Regions from separate parts of the Rattus norvegicus genome. Here region 1 is linked to region 2. A link is a contact called in public Hi-C data. All regions are on one chromosome and are shown on one strand. Each heading gives the region's core, a stretch centred on a gene start, on an enhancer-like site or on the middle of the called end of the contact. The rest is flanking DNA. Distances are from core to core; before and after follow the strand shown.

Region 1 (6,001 bases), core at 230-2,729, 79 kb before region 2:
ATGAACATAATAAAAATTATAAAAGTTATATTAAAAAAGTCAGCTGGGGGCTGGGGAGATGGCTCGGCGGTTGGGGGCGCTGGCTGCTCTTCCGGGGGTCCTGAGTTCGGGTCCCAGCAGCCACGTGGTGGCTCACAACCACCTGTGGTGGGATCTGGTGCCCTCTTCTGGCACACAGCCACATATGCAGGCAGAATACTGTATACATAATGGATAGATCTTTAAAAAAAAAAAAAAAAAAAAAAGTCAGCTGGACAACAGAGTGGCTCACACTCAGGAGGCAGAAGGTGGATCTGAGTTTGAGGCCAGTCTGGTTTACAGAGGAAACTCCAGGACAAACCAGGGCTAGACAGGAAAAAGCCTCTTAGAGAAGAGGAAGAAGATGCTAAGCCCCACCCTAACCAAGCAGCCATTTGCCAACAGATACCCACTGGGGAAGGGGAAGTCACTTTCTCCATGGAGTGTCATTGTGTCTGTCAACTACAGTCCATCTTCAGGCCTGTGCCCAGGCAGACTTGGCCACCATAGAACAAGCTCTGACTGTTTGGTTGATTGTGTTTTTGTCTTACTAGCTTTTTGTTTGGGGGTGGGAGAAAAGGAGAGAACATGATGTAGGGTAGGTAGAGGATTGGGGAGATTCTGGGAGGAGAAAAACATCAAAATAGACTGTATGAGAAAAATAAAAACTAAACCTGAAGAAGTCAGACAGTAAGTAAGGCTACTGCCTGAAGCTCCACTCTCATGGCGTGTGGGAATAGGCAGGCAGGCTTCTCCGGGGAAGGAAGGGAGTAGCACAGAGAAAACTGTAGGCTTCTAGGGGACAGCGGACTGTTCAGAATTGAGCATGGTGGTGGCTGTATGTATTCCTTAGGAAGAGTGTCATACCACTGTCCCACACAGTGCTGTGGTAATGAGCCCCAGACTGAGGTGTAAAGCATTGGTTGCTACAGTTCAAGGTCGATGCTAACTGACTTCAATAACAGTCACACTACACAAACCACACTCTGCAGAGTGGTGTGATGGCTTGGGGATACCTGAAGGTGACACTACTCAGGCCATGCAAACCAGGAGTCTCACTGATATCACAGTATTCACACCGTTATATCATACAGCTCCTCATGATGAACTGTGTGAGACTGAGGATACTTGATACTGAAGACTCAGGACATCACAACCCTCAATGGCTGTGCAATGTCATTTCCCTGACTGAGCTGCAGTAATCCTGCTTTGCTTCCCTGGGAAGAGCTCAGGGCACCAGAGAACAAAGCCATTAGCATTACAGAGCCTCTCGGAAAGTGGTGTTTCAGTTCGTTGTCTACTTTACTTTGTCTGCATATTTTATTCCTACTAAAGTCTTGTCAGGCTTTCAGCAGGCTGGCTACTTTCATTGAAAATTTGAGCTAAGTTGTTGCTACAGATGCAATCTCAGAATTAGAAGCCATGATTCATTTAACAAAAGCTCACTGTTAGCAGTCCTGTCTGCGGCACAGCAATGGATGCTCGCTCATAAAGTACACTCATCAGCCTAGAACTGCTAACAAACGCAACTGGACAGAGCAGGAAGCAAGTCCCACCTACTTTCCTATTGCCAAAGACACCTTAGGCCAGTCTTTAGAGAAAGGGGGAATGAGACACATGTATAAAAGGACAGCAGGTGCAGTCCCAGGACAGGGCTGAAGCTGCGCACTCACCAGCAGATGCTACTTGCCTCGGACAGTGGGAGCTCTGGGACAGAAAGTATTCTCTAACTCTTGAGAGTTACGGGCACATGTACGATACAGGACTATAGCTCACACAGGGCTGTCTGCCACTTCACTGTAACGGCCTGCTCTCCTTGAAATCCCTACAGCCCTAGGCCAAGACCTCACCAACTAACTACTGTTTTAATTCTGCACAAGCAGAAGCTTGCAGGTGGCCTACAGGAATCCCCATTGATGGAACTGCTAGAACCAAACCAACAAAGCCTCAACAGTTGAAGGTCAACAGCCAGGAAGGACGTCCCATCAATAAACCTGCAGGCCACTGGCTTCCCCAAAGGTTGGTTTAAACACTCCCAAGAATCTAGAACAGCTGATTAAGAAGCACACACATCTTCCCACCTTAAGAAGGCCAGTATAGAATCTCCCCAGTAGGTAGGGCTGGCAAAGGCTTCAGCAGGTAAGGTGCTTACTGCCAAGCCAGACAACCTGAGTTCAATCTTAACTTTCTAATGAGGGAAAGAGCCGGCTCTCAACGTTGTCCTTTGACCACCCTGCTACAAAATAAGTAACTGTTTAAAAAAGAGAGAGAAAGAAAAAATTTTACACTATACAGAAAGAAACCCTGTCTCAAAAACAAAAATGAAGTTTCTAGGAGCTTCAGAAATGGCTAAGTAGTTAAGATCACTGGCTATTCTTCCTCCAAAAACCCAGGTTCAATTCCTACCACCCACATGTGTCTCCCAAGACAACCACCTGTAACTCCATTCCAGGGAACTGGATTGCCCTCTTCTGACCTCAGAGAGTACAAAGCACACATAAGTTTCTTATTTGTTTTGTTTCTGTAGAAAATGTAACCTGAAGCCTCAGGAAGTCTCTGGAGGGAGTACATGAGGTGAGGATCCATGAAGCTAAAACAAATCCAATGGCCCTCAGTGCTGTCTCCTGCACAGAGAGGCAGGAAACCGGCCCCTTAGACTTGGAGCACACAGGCCAGGTCTGTATCAACTCCATCAGTGCCTGGAGTGAATGGAGTCCAGCCCTCATTCCAGCTTTTAGACACACTGAGCTGATTGATTGGTTCTAACTTACTTGGGTTCAGAATCTCTCAATGGGGGTAATCCCAGGGCCTGAGTGGAACCTATACTACTGTCAGCCCAGACTGAGAAGAGTGGGGAAGACTAAAGGGAAACAGAGGTAAGAACTACTTCTCTGTGGAGTTATCTGGCCCACTTATTCAATGGATGGTTGGACGACAGAGTCTTGAGCCCTCTTGACCATTAGCAAAGGTAGGAGAAAAGGACGAGCTAAGGAGACAGAAGGCTGGTGCTGAGGACACAGCACAGTAGAGTGCTTGCATAGCATGCAGGAAGTCCTGGGTTCCATCCTTAGCACCACAGAGCAGGGCAGCACTGCCTACACAACCTGAATCCCAGCACTACAGAAGTGGAGGAAAATCAAAAGCTCAGTCACTCACTCTCAGGTACAGCTCTGAGCCACCTGGGCTACAAGAGTCCCTACCTCAAACAACACCACACAATCTGGAACAGAGACAAGGACAGTAAAGACGTGTACACACAATGGCCATCCTTCAGCCACCAGGAGAACAAAGCTGTCATTTGCAGACAGACGACTCTGCTGGAGATCATATAAAGCAGCCTCAGAATGACGACAAAACATGATTTAAAGACCAAACCTGGGGGGCTGGAGAGATGGCTCGGCAGTTAAGAGAACTTTGCTCTTCCAGAGGTCCTGAGTTCAATTCCCAGCAACCACATGGTGGCTCACAACCATCTGTAATAGGATCTGATGCACTCTTCTGTCATGCAGGCATACAGGCAAATAGCATTCATGTGTATGGATAAATCTTTAAAAACAAACCTGGGAGAGATGGCTGTTCTAAGATAGCACTTGCTGCTTTTGCACAGGACCTGGGTTCAATTTCCACCACTCACATGGTGGCTCATAACTTTTCATAATTCCAGTTCCAGGGAATCTGAAGCCCTCCGTGGGAGTGGGGCTCATGCACACATGTGGGCAAAACATCCACACATCTAAAAGGAAGCCTTCAAAACAGAGGCTCATCAGCCCATCAAGGCAAGAACCAGCCCACTCACCTACCATGCTCCCTTCACTCGCACACACCATCCCCTGGGAAGGCCAGGTCTCCCCAGTGAGCTCAACAATGGACTCAACCCCCCAGGGAAGGGTCTAGCCAAGTCTGGAGACAATAGTTAAGATTCAAAATGGCTCTGCAATTAGCAGGCACAGATGCTGGGGATATAAACCATAATAGGCTGCAACAAGAGGAACCACTCAGGAAGTAGAGGAACCCAAAGCGCCAGCCTGTGAGAGCCCGGAGACATCCTGAGGAGGCTCATCCAGTGCCAGGAGCTACCCAGGCCCTACTGCTATCACCCAGAGCTGTGTCCAATTCTGGGGATTCCAGTCCAGTGGCTTCAAATTCAAGCAGTGCTCAGGTAACAGTATGAGCCTGAGGGCCTAACTCGGGATCCGAGGCAGCCCCTAGCCACTGTCTGGGGGACACCTATAGCCACAACAAATGAGCCCCAACAAAAGCAAGAGACAGAACACAAAGCTGAGTAAATGTTTGCTGAAAGGTATCAGTTACATAATGACCCACAAATAAAACTGATTCCACACTGAGGACCCAGCACACAGACCTTCACAGTGGCAAGACCGCAGGCTCCTCAGGGCCGGTTCTGCCTACTGCAAAGTGGACAGCAGCTCTGAGAGAGCAAGGCTGTGTTTTGTTGACTTCACATCACAGACAGGGGCATTAAAGCACACTTCGTGGCAGGGCATGGTGGTACTTGCCTTATACCTGGCACGTGAGACAAAGCAGGTGCATCTGTCAAGTTTTAGGGTTTTGATTTTTTTTCTTTTCCAGACAGGGTTTCTGTCCTGGAACTTACTCTGGCTGGCCTGGAATTCAAAAATCCACCTGCCTCTGCCTCTACTGTGCTAGGACTAAAACCATGCACTTCTATTGAGTTAGTGACTCTGAATCTCTGTGAGTTTGAGGCCAGCCTGATCTACATGGTGAGTTCTAGGACAGCCAGAGCTGCAAAGGGGAGGGGAGGGGGAGACACAGGGACTAATATAGAAACCTTCCTTTGCATTGTATTAGGATCAGAAGTAAATGTGCCAGTCTGGAAAAGTTAAGAGTTAAAAGGGTGAAGAGATGGCTCAGTAGTTAAGAGCGCTGACTGTGCGTCCAGAGGTCCTGAGTTCAAATCCCAGAAACCACATAGTGGCTCACAACCATCTGTGATGGGATCTGATGTCCTCTTCTGGTGTGTCTGAAGACAGCTAAGTGTACTCACATACATAAAATAAACAAATAAATCTTTAAAAAAGATTAACTCTAGAGAAGACAGAAACACTTCTGGTTAAGGGCTACAGAGCTGGTTCAGCAGTTAAGTGCACTGACTGCTTTTCCAGTGTACCAGGGTTCAATCCCCAGCCCACAAGGTGGATCACAACCCTGTAACTCAGCCCCATGGTATCACCTCCTCTGGCCTCTACTAGCAAGGTATGCACGTGATACACACATACATGCAAGGCAAACAGCCACACATATAAAGAAAAAAAGGGGGGGGATGTTTAAAAAGAAAAAAAGAAATGTTTCATGTTAATTAGCAGACTCTTCTCTAGCCACTCAGGCAGATGACTCACCACTCTCCCCAAACCATGTAGGGTCTGTCCTTTAGGGCACTATAGAAGAGGTAACAGACCAACAAGAACTTAACTGAGAAGTGCCTCTTGTACAGTATAAAGTGAAACACAGGACTACAGTGGAATATGTAGTTGGAGAAGTGGCTTAGCTGTTAAGAGCACTGGCTACTTTTCCAGAAGACCCAGCTTCAATTTCCAGCATGCACAAGGTTTTGTCCCCCAACTGTTTGTAACTCCAGTTTCATAGGATCCAATGCCCTCTCTTTTCTCTATGGGAACTAGGCATACAAAATCCATACACACAAAATAAAAATTTTTACTGAATTTCAGAATATTTTAGAATAGTTTCAAAATTATTTGTTCCAAATACAGGACACACTATAATCCTAAAGTGTGACGCCTGATGGGGAGGTGAGGTTAGGAGGAGCCTGTCATCAAAACACATACAACATATAGACCCAGACACACACACAGTGAGAGCCAGCTTCAGTCCCTAACCCCAGTGTTTGGGCAACAAAGCGCATTCTAAATCCAGTGTGCTGTCCAGGTTACCAACTCAGAGAACCTGTCACCTGTCTCTAAATCAAACCAAAGCAAAAAGGTCT
Region 2 (5,525 bases), core at 1,617-4,116:
TGGGGAGTTACTTCCGGTTACCGTCTTAGGTGATTGACACCATGGTGCCGGGAATGCAGATCGAGAAGGTGTAAGGTTGACTTCGCTTTATTGGTAGTAATTGATATCTTCCTTCCTTCCTCCTTTTTCTTCCTTTCCTTTGTTTTTGAGGCAGGCAGGATTTGCTATGTAGGTCTGACTAGCCTGGAACTCACTGTGTAGTGTTGACTGAGCTACAACTCGGACATCAGTCTGCCTTCTCTGTTTTGGGATTAGAGACCATGCACCACCATGCTTGGGTCTTGGGTAGTAATTTCATATGAATAAACGATATATTCACACGGTTCGATCCCCGTACAGCTCACCAATGTTAGGATCAATGTTGGGGTTTAAATCTCAGCCCGCGCCTGGACGAAGCACGGCAAGCCAACATGGTTCCTCGTGGAGAGGCTTAATAGAGAGAAGAAGAGTAGAAGAGAGGAAAGGAGGCCGGCCATGTGCACGCGGAGGGAAGCGGGGATGGGGAGAGAAGTGACAGGGAAGAGGGCACGGGAAGAGGAAGAGCAAGAGAAAGCAAGAGAGGAGTAAGAGGGAGAGGAGGGGGTAAGCTGCCCCCTTTATAGTCAGGCACAGCTGGCTGTTGCCAAGCAACTGTGGGGGTGGAGCTTAGACAGAATACCAACAATGGTGGCGCAAGTCTCTAAGCCCAGCACTCGGGAGGCAGAGGCAGGCAGATCTCTTGAGTTTGAGGCCACCCTGGCCTAGAGAGTGAGTTCTAAGGCAGCCAGAGCTACACAGAGAAACCCTGTCTCGGAAAAAACAACAACAACAACAACAAAAAAAACAAACCAAAAAACACCGAAAACCATACACACAAAAAAACCCCAAAGCCCAACTCTAATCAACTAATCAGTCAAACAACAGGGGCGAGAGAGACGGTTCGGTGGTTAGAGCACTTGCCGCTTTCAAGAGGACCCGAGTTCAGTTCTCAGCACTCAGGTCAGGCAGCTCACAATCTCTTGTCGCTTCCCTTCCAGGGGGTGTGATGCCCGAAATCTCTGGAATTTTTTCATGTCTTTCAGGGTCATCTGAAGGCCTGGCCTGGTGGCACACACCTGCATTTGGGAGGTGGAGTGTGGAGTATCAGGAGTTCAGGGCTATCCTCTGCTACATAGTAAATTGGAAGCCAGCTTGGGCTACATGAGACCCTATCTGAAAAACAAAACAAGACAAAGACAAAACAAAACAAAATTAAAAACCAAAGACAACACACACACACACACACACACACACACACACACACACACACCCCACATGAACGAACCGAAGGGGAAATAATTTATTCAGTGAAGTGCTTGCCAGAGAAGCATGGAGTCCTGAGTGGCTCTAATATCTTCCAGTGCTGGGGAGGTTAGAGCCCGGTTGGGCCCCTGGGGTTGAATGGCCTGCCAGACTTGGTGACCTCCAGACCAGTGAGAGACTCTGACTGGAAAGACAAGTCCTCTGAATCATACACTCATAAGGGAGGAACACACACAGATAAACACACACACAGACACAAATAGCCACTGGGCCAGACCATCCCACACTTGACCATTCTCTGGGATTAGAGTGGCAGTTTTCATGGATTTGTTATCTTTCATTTTGAGGAAGGTGGTGCTTTTTATTGAACAACAGGTGTGTACCACTACGATTTTTATTTACTCTAGTGTGCGTGCATGCAGATGCCTACAGAGGTTAGAAGAGGACATCGGCTTCCCCTGGAGCTGTAATTACAGACACGGGTACTGAGAAAGAATCTAAAGTCCTCTGGAAGAAGATGAACCATCTCTCCTCCTCTGAGACAGAGTCGTATTTTGTAGCCTTCCCTTTTCAGTTTCTGTCTATGATCCGTTTTAGTTAATAGCAAACCAACACTGACCTCTTCTGATGCCGGCCCCGGCTGATATACATCATTTCAGTTAAAGCTGAAGACACCCCGGCCGGCCATGTTATTCTTACCATGGGGAGAGAGCTAAGAACTCTTGCAAAGGTTTCAGGGCTTTCCTATGGCTTGGAGCTGAAAATTACACTCTGTGTAATTCTAGAGCTGGGCCTCCAGAGCCAGCCTTTCACGGGGCCTGTAGGGTAGATAGTGGAAGAGTAGTGAATGAATGACCCAATAAGGGAGTTAAGGATGCCGTTCCCCACCCCACCCCGGCCAGCACCTCACCTGACTGCAGATAACCAGGCTACAAAGTCAACAGTGATTCCCAGTCTGCCCCTTTCCAAATGAAATGCTTCCTTCTTTCCACCTCTTCCCCTTCCAAATCCGAAGAGCAAACACTGGGTTAGGGGGCCAGCCTTGGCCAGCCTGACTCATCTGAGTGCTGACTTAAGTTATCCTTCTGGAGGGGAGGGGAAGGGGTGGAGAGCTCTGCAGCTCAGCTCACTGTGTGGAGGGAACGAGGGAGGAATAGAAAATAGGAAGATGAGAGAAGATGGAGAGGAAGAAGGGTAGAAGGGGAGGAGGCCTTAGGGAGGAGGAAGAAGGGGCTTGGGGTGGGATAAATAGAGATGAGAAGAAAGGAGAACACGGAAGAGGCTGAGAGAAGAGGATTGCAACGCGTAAGGGAAGGAGAGGAATGGAGGAGAGAGGAAAGGAGGAAGGAGAGCGAGATCGAAGAACACAGAAGGTGGTGGAAGAAGAGAGAGGCTGGGGGCCCATGGAGTGGGGAGGGAAGAAGACGGAGGAAGGGAAGATGAAGAGGAAGGGCCCCTCCTCCAGCCCTCCGCCGAGTTGCGCAATCCACATAGACTGGGATTGGCCACCGGGTGTGCAAGACGCTCCGCCCCCGCCCGCGCGACCAATGGGAACAGAGGGGCGTGGCCTTCATGGGAGTGGAGTCCCGGCGCGCGCTCCGGCTCTGCAGTAACCGCGGGCCCCTCTCCGAGGACCTTAGCTTGCAATTGCGAGCGGCCACCACCCCCTGCTCACTCTCGGAGCCCGCTCGACCCTCGCAGCGGATCAGGGACGCATTCACTGGTTCCGGCAGTGTCCTCGCGGCGGCCATGGCCACGAAGATCGACAAGGAGGCGTGTCGCGCGGCGTACAACTTAGTGCGGGACGACGGCTCGTCGGTCATCTGGTGAGCAACGCCGCGGGGCTGGGGATGCCAGTACCGACCTGCTTCGTGCCGCTCGCCGCCGCTGCTCACCTATGTTTCTTTTCTTCCTCCAACCCAAAGGGTGACTTTTAAATACGACGGTGCCACCATTGTCCCCGGCGATCAGGGAGCGGATTACCAGCACTTCATCCAGCAGTGCACAGGTAGGACGACCTGAGACCTTTTGGGAGAGGGTGGCCACCCAGGGCAGCGAGGTGCTGGGTATCCAAGCAGCAACAGATATAGGCTGGGGGTTTTGTTTGTTTGCTTGCTTGTTTTTGTCTTTGTGTTTTTGGAGATAGGGGTGACCTCCAACTGGCCATCCTCCTGCCACAACCATCTAGTACAGATATGGTGGGTGTGCACAACCAGGCAAAGCTCCGGTCTGAGCTTTCTAAAGTCTTGACTGTATCCCTCCCCCACCCTGCCCCCAACCCCTGTGGACATCACTATCAAGTGACCCGAGGAGATTCTTCCCCTGGCTGGGTCAGCTTCTTCCGCTCCCTGTGGTTCACTGGGTTTCCAGGTCAGAACTGGCAGTTCAAACTCCACCCTCTCTGATTGGTCAGTGAACAATAAACGCCGAAGCCCCTGGGGGCTGCAAGCTAAAGGCCGAACCCAGGGCCCCACCCTCCTTTCTCCCATCTTTGTCCTTATCTGCCTCTGTACAAGCCTTTAATTTGAAGAGTAAAGGGGCACGTACTAAGAGCGAATGCCCGATGTTGCTTATATGGGGCCTGGATAAAATGAAGCTGACTTGTGAGGTCCCAGCAGCGGAGTCACTGGCCCCTGGCTGGGGTGGGGCATGGGTGATAGCTTCAGGAGCTGAAGGGCTCCAATGGTTTGGTGTGGAGGAATCATACAGATGTGTGACTTAATAAAAGCATCCCACAGAACCCTAAGTTCCCCTGGGGTGTGTGGACCATGAAAGAACACAGGGCCTGAATGGCCGCAGCCCCTGGTAGCAGCAGGCTCAGCACAGTTGGTAATGAGATCCCTAAAGGAGCCGGTGTTCACAGCAGCTCAGCATATTCTGGAAACAGAGGCAGGAGGAGGAGAGTTGGAGGCCAGCTGGGCTGGCTGGGCGTCCCCCTTGCCTTCCCGAAAAAGCCTTGAAAGAGATTGAAGTAGGAGATCCTGGGCCTGCTGTCTCCTGTTGTCTTTAGCTTTGGAACTAATGTCAAACAAAAGCAGGCCACCTAGAAGCTAGGGTGTAGACTCCCGGGGCTGGCTGTGGGTTAGAATCCCTCGGGGGCTGCTTTCCAGCTGGGTGGGTTGGGGCCAGGTCCCTGTGGGGGTCACAGTTCCTCACCTGATCTCCTGTAGTGCTGTGAGATTGATTGGTCCCAAGTGTGTATGTAAGTGTTCAGGACAGTGCTGGTCAGAGTCATTGGTGACAAACAGACCCCCCCCCCCCAAAAAAAATCAATCCAGGATCATGTGACTTCTTTTCCAACTGCTTTCTTCCTCTTTCCCCCACCCCAAGTATGGGAAATGGAACATAGGGCCTTGGATATGTTGGCCACATGCTCTACCACTGAGGTACATTTCTTAAAAAATTAAACCACTTTGTTTTGAGATAAGTTCACTCTCAGTCCGGGCAGTCCTTGAACTTGAGGTCTTCCTGCTTCTGCTTCCTGGTTTGTGCCACCCAACTCTTTAATTGCTTTCTGGCTGTGTAGCTAAGCCTGCCCGAAACTCCTGGTCCTCCCTGCCTCTGCCTCCAAAATGCTGGGATTATAGGCGTGCATTACCTTGCCCGGCGGCCTAACTTTCTTAATTGAGTCGTCGGTTAGCATTCAGTTCATCTCGAATGGCATTTCACTTTGTGCTGTGTGGTACTAAGATGGGTGTGAGAGTGTGTGTTCGTGTGTTAAGTGTTCTCCCAGCTAAAATGTCTCCTGGGAGTTGCCGCTAGACTCTGTATTCATTGCTTCTGTAAATAATTCACTTTAAAACATCGCCGGCGTAAAGCGCGATGCTCTGGAGTCAGTGAGCAGACTTTGGCTCCGGTCCGGTCCGGAGCAGGATCTCAGCTGCTCTGACTGCAGCAAATGCTTCCAAAGTGGGACAAGTGCAGGCTCAACTTTCCCCGAAGTTAGTGCACCATCAGCAGGATTGGCCGGAGTCTCTGGGGCTGGGTGCCGCAGGTCCGCTGCTTTCCCTCCTCACTTGGGAACCCATCCCCAGCCCTCCTGCCTCTGTGACTGTTTTCTCATCGATGCTGGAGAAGGTGAGGGAGCTGAAGGCCAAGCCTCCTGCTGATAGATTCCCAACTGATGCTCCTGCTGCCGCACATCCGGCCTGGATGCCGCTTGGGGGGACACTTCCTTCCTCTGGTGGGCTGTGGTTTTCTGCTCATTGCTAACCCTCTACAGGGATGGCGATCGTCTGGCGTAT

The links. Hi-C and Micro-C count contacts between places; a contact is called where the count stands out from the background.
Region 1: a contact with region 2 is called in a Hi-C map of Schwann cells, with 6 times the contacts expected there. The contact joins the enhancer-like site here to the promoter of Cotl1 in region 2. A contact is called at or near these places in 2 of 12 Hi-C or Micro-C datasets (Schwann cells and kidney).

Annotation. Positions count from the first base shown.
Region 1 is chr19:64,889,474-64,895,474 of GRCr8, reverse strand. The region is part of intron 1 of Usp10 (ubiquitin specific peptidase 10); the gene reads right to left. Among named protein-coding and RNA genes, the nearest start is that of Usp10, 11 kb to the right of the region's middle. Within about 2 kb of position 1,479, at least 11 of the 93 cell types and tissues checked have an H3K27ac peak or open chromatin away from gene starts, as enhancers often do. A contact at or near this core is called in Schwann cells, where this site is marked.
Region 2 is chr19:64,811,970-64,817,494 of GRCr8, reverse strand. Cotl1 (coactosin-like F-actin binding protein 1) reads left to right here and starts at 2,866. Exons shown (of 4, transcript NM_001108452.1): 1 at 2,866-3,107; 2 at 3,207-3,289. The coding sequence starts at 3,031. It overlaps LOC120098610 (a long non-coding RNA gene), which reads right to left and starts at 2,787. Exons shown (of 3, transcript XR_005496989.2): 1 at 2,192-2,787; 2 at 1,981-2,099; 3 at 1-1,191.